Linked DNA regions of Anas platyrhynchos: region 2 is linked to region 1. The links are chromatin contacts, called in public Hi-C maps. All regions are on one chromosome and are shown on one strand. The core of a region is the stretch at or near the end of the contact, and the rest is flanking DNA. Distances in the headings are between cores, read along the strand shown. Region 1 holds the start of MYLIP (myosin regulatory light chain interacting protein). Region 2 holds the start of DTNBP1 (dystrobrevin binding protein 1).

Region 1 (4,054 bases), core at 1,051-3,550:
GAAAAACGTTAGACATTGCAGTTGTGTTCATGCACGAAGCAATTTTACCCAAGGAGGACATGGCAGAAGAGACTGACTCCAATCATGTGATCCCACTCAGCTCCGTTTCACATCATCCTGAAATGCTTTTGTGCTGAACTAGTTCTAGGTTACCACTTGTTTGATACAGAATACAAAGAGACAGTTAGGAAAAAAAAAAAAAAAAAAAAAGAGAGAGAGAAAAAAAAAGAAAGAAAAGCAGGACTGAAGTAATAACGGTGCAGTATGTGTTTTCCAGTGCTTTTCTCTCAGGATTTATGCTAGAGGAAGATATATCATACCAAATCCATCAGCCTGAAAGAGGCAAGGTTACTGGCTCTCCATGCCTTCAGGTCCAACCAGTAGTGAGGCTGAACATGCATTCATGGCAGACAATGCAGTACATGTATATATATACCCCATACAAACACATATATACATGGCTGGACATACAGATCACAGACGTGACCTGGGGAGCTGCTCCTGATGGCTCATGGCGATGGGTTTCACACCTGGACATGGGGTCTAAGGCTCTGCTGGGATGACCCCAGGAGGGGATCAGACAGAGTCTCCCTTCCCCGAGTCCTTAATTTGGGATCTGACTGGCCTTCATACCCCTGTGGTACTCTGGGCTTGTGTGATGGGCCTTTCATGGCTCTGCAATGGGCCTGGGGACAACCTACAAATTTGTCAATAGACTAACCATATGTATAGTTTAAATCTACTTAATATCTTTTATTAAAGCCAAAACAAATGAACTAGTAATAAATCTGAACAGGAAGAGAGCATATACAATGTGCAAGAAAAGGGAAACGAAATGCTCAGCAACCTCATACTGGCTCTTATTATTGTAGAAACTGTGAATTAAAAATACCTTGTCATGGCATAGTATTCTGTACAGTGAAGTACTGTGAATTTGACAGGAGTCAATACCGTGGGCAACAAGCAACACAAGAAAGGATCTTAGAGAAGATCCTGTGTAAGCATCTGGACAGCAAGGTCATAGCTGCACTGCTGGATTCCTCGCGAGATGGAGTATCAAGGCAATAGCTTGGGGGCAACTACCTTGTGAATGAAAATCTGTACAAGGAAGGGCATCAGCCTTTATTGGAAACAAGGGTAAATATTGCTGTATTAGGGTCTAAGTTCAAAGGTCGGGAACTTACTTTTGTTCCTTTACACACAATTTGCTTTTCACAGGTTTTCCATTCAAACGTCAGGCAAGGATGCACTACGACTAATGTGTGAAGTAGGAGGTGACCAAAAATGAACCTTGTATGGGGATTTCAAGGAAAAATAGTAGGGTTAGACAAGGAACTTTAGGTATATGCATGAAAATGAGATGAATTACTGACACGCAAATTGATAGAGTAGCAAAAGGCTGATCCATCCTGGAGGTACTGCTGTGGAACGCAGCAGGTAGCGTTTTGTGACACACAGCACTGAGACAGCACGTCAATAAGCAGTATTTTTTGCCATACTCAGAGGGTGAACACGCATTTGGCAGTGTACTTCACTGGGTGTTGTTGATTCATCAAAGAGACCGGGCAGGAGGCTGTGAGAGGATGCAGCTTTTTCTCTCAGGCAGAACCCAAAGGGTTGCAGTGGGCGCTCGTCGCCGGAGTTGTCTCCTGTGTGCTAATGCAGGCTTCGGTCCCTTACTGTCTTCTGTACAGCATGAATAAAATATCACAGGGAGACTGCAGAAGGGAAAGTCTTTCTGTGACAGCAGTGTCCAGATGACACCCTTGAAAAGCAACGCTTGTTTTACAGGGGATTTTAACCAGCCTGTGCAATTTACTACTGAGGGATATTTTTAGGGCTCGGAGTTTGGCAGATTTCAAAGCCGGGTAGCACTTTTATGGACAGAATAAGAACGCCTTCCTCAGGTCAGGTAAGGAGAAAACAGAAGGAATATCGCTGCGTACAGGGGTGAGACCTCTGGGAGAAGGGCTGTCTCTTCCTATACCCTCTCCTAGGAGAGAATTTGAGGGGAAACCCTCTCTTGAACGAGCTCCCAGTCTCCAGGTGACATGGATCAACAAGCAGAGCCCCCAAAAGGAGCATTTTTCCCCTCATTTTCCTGTCATCCCACCCGGCCCAACACGCCGCCGGCCGGCAGGGGGCGCCCCACCACAGGCGCGCCCCCTCCCCTCCCTCCCCTGTTCTGCGCGCTCCCGGGGCGGGCGGCGCTGATTGGCAGGCGGCGGCGGCGCGCGACGCCTGCCCGAGGGGGCGGGGCTTCGGTGGGGGGGCGCAGGCTCCTATATAGCGGGAGGGACGCCGCTGCTGAGAGCAGTCGGCGGGCGGGCGGTGACGGGGAAGGAGGGGGTACGCGCGGGCAGGAGCAGCAGCCCCCCCCTCATATATACACACATACACACTGCTCAGTGCGCTTCTAGTTGGCGGAGCCGGCCCCGGCCGTGACCATGCTGTGCTACGTGACCAGGCCAGACGCCGTGGTGATGGAGGTGGAGGTGGAGGCCAAAGCCAACGGCGAGGACTGCCTCAACCAGGTGAGGCCCGCTGCGGGGCGGCCGTTGGGCGCCGGTGACCGTTGGGGGCCTGAGGGGGGCGCTCCCTCCTCCCCCCCACCCCCTCCACCCCCGTTGATGGCGGGCGGGCCCCCCCCCTTCTTCCCCTTTATTTATTTATTTTCTTCTCTCCTTCCCTTTATTTTTTTTTCCCCTCCTCCATGTTGGATGCAGGGGTTGCAGCATCCCTCGGTCGCGGCCCGTCTGCCCCCCTCCCCCCCCCGGTCCATTTTGGGGAAGGGAGGCCGCGGCCTCCTTGCTGCCCCCCAAATTCTCCCCACAGGGGCCGGGGGGCCCCCATCCTGACACGGCCCCCCCGGGGGTTCAGCCTGTCGCCCCCAGGTGCTGCCGCCCTTCCCTGCCATCTTCTGTGAGGATGGGGGCAGGAGGGAGCCGAGCGTGGCTGCCAAGCCCGTCGGTGGCACCTAAATAAAACTTGTGGGATGCGCTGCTTCTCGTCGCCCTCCTGCCTCAGAAGTGCTGCTGGGAACAGGCAGCCGGCTGGTCTGAAGTGCCTGGCCTTGAGGAGCGAAGGGGATGGGGTTTGGCTGCGGAGGTCCATCTTGGTGTTTACTAGTGGGGAAGTTCCCATTTTACACTCTTGTGTTTGTCAGAAAATCAACAAATCAGCTGTACGAAGGTGTTTACAAACACCACATCTTTTGTTTCAGACCACTCACCCTCAACTCAGTCTTTTAGTCGAATACTACTTCTTGCCCAGTTGTGTCATTGGTTCATTATGAAGGACCTCTTTCTTTCAGGTTTGCAGGAGGCTGGGAATTATAGAAGTTGATTATTTTGGACTGCAGTTCACTGGCAGCAAAGGGGAGAATCTGTGGCTGAATTTGAGGAACAGGATTTCCCAGCAGATGGATGGTTTAGCTCCTTATCGACTAAAACTAAGAGTCAAGTTCTTTGTAGAGCCCCATCTTATCTTACAAGAGCAGACGAGGTAAGGTTAAGATGGTTGTAAGTAAAGCGAACTTATTGTTTTCAATTTCAGTAAGCTATGAAAACGATTACCCAGAGGTTCTATTTCTTCCATCTTCTGGTATTCTTTGCTCAACTTTTCAGCACAGCTTTAAAATTCCGGTGTTTACATGTATTACTCTTTTTTTCTTTAAAAAGTGATATTATTGTAAGTATTGTGTGGGGAAGAGTAAGTAATGTTTAGTTAATTCCATGAGGAACTAGCGCTGGAAAAAGCCAAGCTCCCAGTAACCAGTTTCTTACATGGTGTTTGCGTGTCCGATAGTAACCCCTGTGCAGTGGTGTTACTGTAGGTCGTTCAAAACCACTGGTACAGAAAGGCAGGAAACAATTCCTCCCACAGAGCAAAAACTTGCTGAATTCCTTCTTGTCTGGGATCATATTACAGCAACTTTCAGATGGCTACAGGCCCTTTGAGGCTACAGAAGAACAGCTGTTCTGCTGCTTCTGTGGCCTGTCCTTTTAGCTAAATTGTTATACTGTTCCCAGGGCTTAAAATTTGTCCTCTCAGA
Region 2 (4,054 bases), core at 661-3,160, 150 kb before region 1:
CCCCCCCCCTTCTCCTGCAAGAGACTGCTTGCAGGTAAATGGGTCAAAATCTAGGCACCTCACTCACAGGATACACAGAAGCAGACAGGAGGCACATCTGAGCAGGGGAAAGGAGAACACATTTCTCTGTACACAGAACTGGCTAACAACCTCAAAGTGTTCTTTCTACGTGACCCCAGATTCAATCTTCTTCAGCTGTAAGTGGGTGCTCCCTTATGCCTTTGGAAGAGACGCTCTCTCCTTAGGAGCCCTGGAAAAGCTTCTCCTTCCCAATGTTAGAAGCAATTCAACTGTTCATTTCGCAGTCGTTCATGTGTAGTTAGCAAGTTGGCCACTTCTACTACTGCTTTGGTGGGGGTAAAGAAAAGGATAATCTGAAACACTGGCACTGAGGTTGCATTATCTCAGAAGGGAAAGGGAAGGCAAAACAGGTCAATTCATGTTCTGGCCTGACATGAAGGGGACAGTATGGGAAAAGGAGTAAGCACTCCACAGCCTTTGTTACCACTGCTTCAAGATACACTTTCTTAATGGCAACAAAGAATTACACTGCAAAAAAAAAGAAGTTAAAAGGACACCCCAAGGAGGACACATTAATGGAGCTCCTGAAACAAAGATGCAAACAATAAAAACTGCTTTTAAAACAGAATAAAACATGGCAACACAAGGAAGAAGGGAAATTAGAGACTACCTGAAAACCTACTGACTCCCCAGCAGCAACAGCGGTTATGTAGACGAAGTGAAGTGACCATCACACACAGGCCTTTCTGTTTACCCTGTTTCATCATGTTAAAGACACCATTTCCAAAAGAATCTTACACTGTACTGAGGCATCTAACACAACAAGAGCTCTTAAAATAACCGCAAAACAGAAATATAGCAGTAAAGCAATACCTTGGTCTATACTCTTAGGATTTCATGTTTGTTATGGTAAGACAGATAACACCAGCAACTTGTGTGGCTGATTGGTAGTTACTGTAGCAGTTTCTTTGGTCCACTGTAAACTGCTGCAAATAAGTCATTATAAAGTACGTAGGTTTCTGGAGTTCAGAAATGTCTCTGACTATAGATAAATGTTTACCATGGAGATATTATCAGGCAGCCTCAACACAGCCAGAGGCCAGGCAGCTCTCAAAAGCAATCGATTACAACACGATGCTCTCCTGGGGCTCGTTAGGAGCCTGGAGCTTCGCAGCACAGGCGTGACCTTGCTCCCCTGCCATCCTCTGACTTCCAGTAACACTCCCTGGGACCACCTGCTGGTGCTAAATATAGCATTGATCCAGTGTGTATATTAAAAAAATAGAGCTTGTGGGGCGGCGTAGGAAGAATAGCTTTGTACTGTGGAGTGGGGCAGTGTAGGAAGAGTGTTTTTGGAGTGGGGCAGTGTAGGAAGAGTATCTTTGTAGTGTCAGCAAGGAGCTGCTCCTTCCGCTCCTCCTGCGCTCCTCTCCTTCACGTGACGGTAACTCTCATCCTCCAGGGCACAGAGAAGCTTTTCAGGCAGCAAAGGGCGATATCACACGGATCCACGCAACCTTCGTCAACGAGCCCAGCGCCTTCATCGGCCCCATTCACGCCTTGCCCACCCTCCCAAAAGCGCAGCCTCTCCCTCCCCACACCCAGCGCCACAGCCGCCGGTCCCCTCCTCTTCCTCCCTCCCGGTCACCTGCTTCCCCCTCACCCCGGCCGGGCTGCGGTCCCGCCACCCCCCCAGGGACAATTGGTGCCACCCACCCCGAGGTGAAGTCCTGCTGGACGCTCAGCAGCCGCTCCCGCAGCGTCTCCAACATCGTCCCGGCCTCCTCCTCCTCCTCCTCCGGTGGCGGCGGCGGGCGAAGCTCCCCCCTCCGCCCTCACCCTCGGCCCGCGGCCGGGGCGGAGTCGGGGGCGGTGTGAGGCGGCATCCGGGAAGGGCCGCCCCCTCCGCCCCAATATGGCGGCGGCGCAGCCCTGCCACAGTGACCTGCTGGGACACCCTCAGCCCTGTCCCGTCCGCTCCCATATGGTGGCGGCTGGCTCCTGCTTTGTGCTCCTGGCACGCTGAAAAGCCGGGCCCAGCTGTATCTAGAGCCCCCCACGCTCTGGGAGGGGAGTTTGGATCCCTGAAGTTTGTGCGAGGGGTGTCCTAAAAAATGAGGTGGTTCCTGCTCGCCACCACCTCGAGGGATTTGGCCGCAGTGGGCACAGTGTATGAGCGAGCTCAAGGGAATCGTCCTTCCTAATAAAGCCTTAAAAGTGTTTTCATTAAGCTTCTCAATGCTATCTTATCAAGCAATCAACCTGTTTTCAGATATTTAGGAGTCTGGGGTCAACGTAGGTGGAACCAGACCTTTTCATAACAATCAGCTACTCTTTCCTCTTGCTGGAGGACAACACCTCATCTACAGTCACTATAACATAAAGATTGTCCCCCCCACTGGATGTTTTCAGTTAGTATTTGAGGAACGTGGACCCAGGGTTTAGATGGATCTGTGAATTCTGAAGTTTCCATTTAAATGAGACTCCAATATTTAAATAAGAATAAAAACAACTGGGGGCTGAAAGTAGAAAAAAAAATACATACTTAACCTGTTCAATTTTAGCTAAAAATCCAAAAATGTTAAGGAAAGTGGAGAGCACTGAAATCATTGCTTACAAGGAGAATGTACGCGGAGGGAGACTGTTGTGCGAGTCATTACATACTGTAAAAATTATAATGGTTTTAGGTACACCCACTCAACTGGAAAATTAACACTATAATTGCATTCACCCCCTACCTGTGTACTGTTAGAAGAATGAGATCTGTAGATTGTTTCTGAAGGGGCCCGTCGAAAAGCAATGTTGCTCTGTGGCCTTAATACAAGAGGTAAATGCTTGCTAAGCGAAGAATGACTGGGGTGGTCATTACAAGCGTTGAAATTTTGTAGCTCATCTTGAGATCAGAAAGACTGCTTTCATGGCAGGCTGCATATAAAGATCTGTAAAAAAGCATATGACATGTATACACTATTTTTCTCTTGCTTAGGCTGACAATGTTTGAAAGTATAGACTTTCCATTTCATGGATAGTTAGTTCTCCAGACGAAGAGGAGAAGGGCTTGAATCAGCAAGTTTGATGTATTCACAGACATAAATTACAAATGCTGACAAAAGCTCTGCAATCTGGCCTTAGGTAATATAAAATTTATGGGAATTTAAGTTTTCAGAAAAGAGGGGTTTAAACCTTTCATTGTTCACCTTTTCTTTGAGAAGACATTCATTTCTTCTGTCTTGTATATTTTTGTATATTTTCAAAATTTTTTTTTTTTGTCAGCAGTAGCTCTAATAATTCACAGTGAGTAAACATCTCTAGACTCCTATGCTTCTTTTTCAGTTAAAAAGAAACTATGTGAAGACTGCTGTCCTTGCACAATTTCATTGCCATCACCGTGTAGAATTTGGGAAAAGAAATGCATTGAGATAGTGCTAAGAGTCACAGTAATCCTAGACATACAAGAACAAAAGAGACTTCTAAAAGCAGACCCTATGCTAAAGGGCAGTGGTGAATAATATATTCCATGTAGAGTTTTGTTTAACCATTTCTTAGGAACTTAAGGTAAAGGAGATTCTGTGAGCTCCTTAAATTAGCAGCTTAAGTTAACTTGATTTTTATTATATATATATATATATATATATTTAAAAATGAGTAAACCCAGTTCCTTTATTTTTCCCTGCAGTCGCATTCCAAATTTCTTGTTACTTTCACTGGTCTGTTCCGGATATTCTCAAGCTAATCCAGAAAGCGGAGCTCTAGCATTTCCATCACCAAAGCAGAATTACATGGCCCTTTCTGAGCCATACACGAGCTTATTTATTAATACTAATTATTCAATATTAATGTACAATAACATTGACTTTCACAAACTGTGTTTTTGTGGCATGAAAACTCTTCATCTGCTTGACCCAACACAGATTGTTACTTTTTTGGACAGTAAGGAAATCTGAGACGAGAACAATCCTTCAGGTATTAATTCTAAACAGTGATGCCTAAAATTCTGTCAGGAGCTTTGGATCAAGTTCTCTACATATAAAAT

Evidence for each region. Hi-C and Micro-C count contacts between places; a contact is called where the count stands out from the background.
Region 2: a contact with region 1 is called in a Hi-C map of subcutaneous adipose tissue, with 4 times the contacts expected there. The contact joins the promoter of DTNBP1 here to the promoter of MYLIP in region 1. A contact is called at or near these places in 2 of 8 Hi-C or Micro-C datasets (skeletal muscle and subcutaneous adipose tissue).

What each region holds. Positions count from the first base shown.
Region 1 is chr2:107,253,699-107,257,752 of IASCAAS_PekinDuck_T2T, reverse strand. It overlaps MYLIP (myosin regulatory light chain interacting protein), which reads left to right and starts at 2,300. Exons shown (of 7, transcript XM_027451262.3): 1 at 2,300-2,534; 2 at 3,314-3,504. The coding sequence starts at 2,448.
Region 2 is chr2:107,399,094-107,403,147 of IASCAAS_PekinDuck_T2T, reverse strand. It overlaps DTNBP1 (dystrobrevin binding protein 1), which reads right to left and starts at 1,910. Exons shown (of 10, transcript XM_027451261.3): 1 at 1,738-1,910. The coding sequence starts at 1,793.